Linked DNA regions of Zea mays: region 1 is linked to region 2. A link is a contact called in public Hi-C data. All regions are on one chromosome and are shown on one strand. The core of a region is the stretch at or near the end of the contact, and the rest is flanking DNA. Distances in the headings are between cores, read along the strand shown.

The links. A called contact is a pair of places that touch in the nucleus more often than the background predicts.
Region 1: a contact with region 2 is called in a Hi-C map of ear, with 3 times the contacts expected there. The contact joins the enhancer-like site here to the promoter of LOC100381656 in region 2. A contact is called at or near these places in 3 of 25 Hi-C or Micro-C datasets (ear, leaf and tassel).

What each region holds. Positions count from the first base shown.
Region 1 is chr2:42,563,830-42,566,594 of Zm-B73-REFERENCE-NAM-5.0, reverse strand. No RefSeq gene overlaps it. Among protein-coding and RNA genes, the nearest start is that of LOC109944162, 19 kb to the left of the region's middle. Within about 2 kb of position 1,449, at least 20 of the 20 cell types and tissues checked have an H3K27ac peak or open chromatin away from gene starts, as enhancers often do. A contact at or near this core is called in ear, leaf and tassel, where this site is marked.
Region 2 is chr2:42,356,074-42,358,773 of Zm-B73-REFERENCE-NAM-5.0, reverse strand. LOC100381656 (Sterile alpha motif (SAM) domain-containing protein) reads left to right here and starts at 1,433. Exons shown (of 6, transcript NM_001174471.1): 1 at 1,433-1,619.

The sequences.
Region 1 (2,765 bases), core at 200-2,699, 210 kb before region 2:
TGCTAATTATCTACTACGGGAAATAAAACAGAAAAATAGTACCATAATTAATGCATAAGCATAAGCAGATCATGTGCATGAAAATATTTTCACATATTTAAACATGCATTTTTCTACTAATTATTTACTGCGAAAAATAATTAACCGCAATATAAAACATACTTTATTCTATTTTTTATTTGTAACCGAAAATAAATAGAATAAACAACATAGAGCATATATGAAATAATTCAACCAGAATTTTCTAGGGCGATTTTCAAGCCAACCATCGCGTGCTCAGTAACTATCAGAGTATCACATGCAAGCGTCAAGTCAGTCTGCATGCAAGGTTGGAGGCGTATATGCATGCAAGTATGCAACCATTGCAATTCCAGTTCTTTTTTTGTACATTGCTCCCAAGTAGGCAAGTACGAGTGCCACACATGCATAGCGTTTAACTACCAGCCGATTTGACCGGGAGCACAGCGCTCTCAACTGCCCACAGCTTTGATCGGGGAGCACATGGAGCGCGCGACGACCGTGCAAGGCCCACTCCTGGCCCGAGGCCGCGCTCCACGTTACGCATGTTGCATAGGTACGTGACCCGTTACTATTTTTTCTCCTGGAAAAATAGATTGGTGCCTGCGTAGTACAGATTGTGGCCGCGTTGTACAGGTTGCATGCAGCCATGCGGGGTGGTTCCTCGCCGATTGGTTGGAATGGAAACTCATGCCATTTAGCGTCTGATCCGCTTCCGGCGGCCAGGAGCTTATCTCCCCATCGTGGCCAGCAGAGTCGCCACCATTTTTATCACCGCGAACTATGTATTCAATCTATACAGAAAGACATACCATTGTATTGCGTAGGAGAGGAATCGAAGACTGTCGCGTAGGACAGTTCGGCTAGGCCGGAGACCTGCCGGATTGACGGAGAGTTGATGCAGATCCAATCTCGCAGCAACGTCGAGGTAGAGCGTGCTGATAACGTGTTGAGAACTACGTCACCACGGATCACCAGATCCGCTCCTTTCCCTCCCGTCAGCAGTAGAGGCGCGAGAAGCTGTAGAAGACCCGTCTCCCTTCCCATAAGCACGACAGAGGAAACACACGAGACACATGGGTAGGGTTGGGCCTCTGGCCTCTTTCTCTTCTCTGTATTATGAGGGAGTGTACAGGTTCCTTATATAGAGATGTGAGACCCCTCAGGGGCAAAGCAGGTATTTGCCCACATAACCCTAATTAGGGTTACTTAACATCAACAACGCGCGCTGAAGCAGTGGCCACTAGTAGGCAGTAGCCAAGGGAACAAGTTCGTATGGGCCGCAGAGGCCATAGGCACGGCGCGTTAGTAGGCTTCTCAGCCATTTGTTGGCTTCTCGGCCCAGTTCGCTTGCGGCGTCCGGAGAGTGGGCCGGCGCCCGAGTCCGCTCCTTCGAAATCCGATTCCCGGGCCCTGTCTCCCGTGCGCTCAGGGCCGATCGTCGCAGCCAGGCCGGATCGTAGACTACTAGTAGCTTCATGCCACGCGTGCGCTGCCTTCCTCCCTCCCGTGACCGCAAATCACGTCGTCTCCCTCGGTGGACGTCTTTCACGGGCGAGCGCCCGTGACCGCCGACCTCCTGGGGTTACTGCCCGCTGGATCTTCCACCGACGCATCGATCGATTTGCCCGGCGGACCCCAGCCTTACCTTCTGCGTGAGGACGACCGCCGGCGACGTGCCAACTGCCAAGCGCAGGCATGATGGTGCTCGTCATGCTCGCTACCGGCCCCCGGCGAGTCGCGTCCGCTGAGCGGCTGAAGCGGTGTAGAGCGAGCGGGCGTGCGCGCGCCAAAATCACGGGGGAGGGCAGTCTGTCGGCGGAGCGAGCTGCCTGCCTACTTACTACTACTACCTGCTAACCGAAGGAAGCGCCGCCGGCGCCGCATACGGCCGGCCGCGCGTGGCGGTGCATCATGTCACGTGAAGGCGCAGCCGCTCCTCCCGGACGGTACGCTAGTACCTGGAACTGGAATGATGACGGGGGTCCATTTCCCGTGCAATTACGCACAGCCAAAACACTGTCCCACCCGCCGGCGCACTCCCTGGCTCTTTCTCGCTCATCAGTCGGTCGTCTCGTCGGCCCGAGCGCACGCAGGTACAAGATAAAAAAAATCACCAGCTACAAGATCCACGACATGGAAGCAAGAGCTCAGAACACGGCTCGACGTAAAGAAGAATGAAACGTGTCGTGCCTCAAACTTATTCACGATAGATATCGTGTTTAGGCCACCACAACACGAAGTGAGGCATAAATTAGAAAACTAGCGTTTAAATAATTATTTTATGCTTTAATATTTGTTATCTCTTCACAAAAGTTATAAAAAACATTGCTTTCTCTTTCTCATACGATTTTTTAATCTACAACAAAGCTACGAATAATTTGAAGATGTATTCTCTTGATATATTGAAAACTCTCTTGTGGGTTTTGAATTAGCCTAAGGTGTAGTAATGCTTTGAATTAGCGTAAGTATGTGCAATTTGGCATATAAGGCCAAAGTTAAGATTTTAATGTAAGCACATATTTAGGGGAGCATTCTATAAACTTAGAATTCAAAATTTGTGCTTTAAATCTTATTCTTGTGTAAGCTTTAATTGTGTTGCCATCAATCACCAAAAAGGGGAGATTGAAAGCTCTCTTGTGGGTTTTGGTGGTTTGGATGACAACCCAATTATAGGACTAACAAGTGTGCTAAGTGTTGAACAGGTGCATAATGCAAAGCTAACAGGGTTCAACTCAAGTGAACAA
Region 2 (2,700 bases), core at 184-2,683:
GGGTGGAGAACGCGGTAGCGAGGAGACGGTGCGCGAGGGTGGGGGAGGGGCGGAGAACGCGGAGGTCGTGCTGTGGCGACGGGAGCGACGACGCGCGGGGGGCAGCTGAGGCGCTAACCGTGCTTCGACAGTGAGCTTTGGTTTGGGCCACAACAAGCAAATGGGCCTCCCAGAAAGCGTGTATTTCGTATTTGCAAGCCAAACTTAGTACCACATCAGGTACTAAACTGTGCACGCATCTGTTTATAAGTGTCAGTGCGGATACAACATTGTGGTCTTGGTTGGGCGGCAACCTGTATAGGCTTGGCTGTGCGCGAGCTTTTATTCCTACACAGCTAGATTTTTTGGACCCGACAATGGCAGAACGCTACGGGTGGGACATGGGAATGGCGCCACGGGTGGGACATGGGAATGGCGCCACGGGACATGGGAATCGGAATGGCAACGCTACGGGTGACGCTACGGGTGGGACATGGGAATGGCGCCACGGGACATGGGAATCGGAATGGCAACGCTACGGGTGGGACATGGGAATGGCGCCACGGGACATGGGAATCGGAATGGCAGAACCAGGAATGGGGCAGCCTACCCCTTAGAGTCTTAATAAGTAGTATAGATATATATATATGTTGAGATGATGAAGGTATGCCATTCATGACCTTCGTTCGAAGATCATTATATCCTTGAGGACATAATGCTTCGAAGAACGAAGGACATTGACAAGTAACCTGTTTTGGTGTTGCCTTGTTCTCAATTTATAACATTTGAGAGCAAGTCCCCAACAAAGGCCAAAATTTTAACATCCAAATAGATATCTGGATCCATCCATATTTAGGTCCCAAAATGAGTCCAGCACATTTAATTAATAATGCTGGGCTGAGAGTCCAGCCCCATGAACTGGCCCGCCACGTGCTGTAATAATTATGAGCCAGACCGGTCCAAAATTCAATTATAACCGTCCATGTCTTTTCGGACTTGGACCGTGTTGCGCGGTCCGGCTGTATATCTATAGTCGACCAGGACAAGAAATGGAGCACAATATTTTTTTTAGAAAAACTAAGATGTATAACCCATTGCAAGAGGATATTTTGCTAGTAGAAAGTTAGGACTTATTTAGAACAGTTGCAGTTTTAGAAAATTTGATAAAATTAGTAAGTAGATTATTAGGTGCTTTAGAAAATCGTGTACGCCTTTAAAAATATTTAGATAATCTATTTGTTTATTATTTAGATTAAAATAATTTTAAAACTATTTAAATTAATATTATAAACAATCTCCCGCTAGAGCTGGAGACTTGAGTCATCCAAACACTCGCACGTCGAAATCTGGAAAGCGCAAAAGGCCCGCACGCACCTGCGTCTGTGTGCAGCGACCAGCGACGCAACAACTTCCGTTCCGTCCCCGGCGCCGGTAAACGACGTCTCACTTTCAACGCACATCCCCAATCTTCATTCCCCTGAAACCCTAGCCGCTCCGTCCGGTCGCGCCACTCCCTTCGCCTCTCTAAGGTTCCGGCGGAAGCCGTCCTCTGCGTGACTGCGTCGGCTGCGGTGGAGATGGCTTCCTCGTCGGCGTCTTCGAGGCACCAGGTCACCATCACCCTCGGCCGCAGCGGTCAGGTGGGCTGTCCAGTCTGGGTCAACCCATGCTTATAAGGCTAGCGTGGTCTCATTCTCCATTGCGGTTTTCCCTACGGCATCTTCCATGGTTTGAATGTTGATTGATTAGCATCAGAGCAGATTCTCCCGCAAGAGAGAACAGGGCCGATGATCTGGTAGAGGTCTGTATAGCATTGGTTAACCTTAGTTTGGGTCTAGTGTGCGGGGTATCAGGTATTGTATGGTGGATCCTACGCGTTTTGGTGTGTCAAAAGTTGGTTGCATGGTGTTGGATTTGGTTGTTGACTATCGAGGGTACAGTTCTGCTGCGTACCTCAAATCAAGGGATGCTGCTGTGATTTTTGGAAGGTGGCTTAATCTATGTGTGATTGCTCACTTGGTAGTTTTGAGTTTCTAACTAGTGTGGTTGGGGTGGGAGGTTGGGCTAACATGATAAGTACATGTATGGGTGTTCTGATGTTGTGGGATATAGTCATGGTTATTAAAGCGGTAAAACGTTATGAACCAACTTTTTAACATTTAAACGTTTAAACGAATGTTGAAACGTCTTTCATACTTGACATAGAAATTCAAATATAGAATAAGTTCATACATAAGTTGAGTTCACAAACCAAATAGCATAAAAAGAAACAGATCAAGTTTAACAACACAAGTTCAACCACATAAGTTACAACTTATGCATGATAAGTAACCATCATCGAACTCATCAATATGAAGACCATGAGCATCCACGCCTTGATCATCACCATCTTTTCCACTATTGCTTCCTTCAATTTCTTCTTCCACATCAAGATCATCAAGAATATATGGTTGCACAATCAGTGCTCACCAATATGGTTGAGCAAATAGAGCTTGAATGATTGATTCACTGTTGGGCAATATGGTTGCACAAAATCAGTACTCACCAATATGGTCTGCTGTGGGCGTAGTGTCGCAGTTCGTGGCCGGCGGAGAAGACGAGGGCGGCGGCACAGCGGCTGGCTGAGGAGCAGTGGCTGGCTGAGGAGAGGAGAGTGGCGGCTGGCTGTGTGGCTGAGGAGAGGAGAGCAGAGCGGCGGCCGGCGCAGAAGAGGAGGGGGGC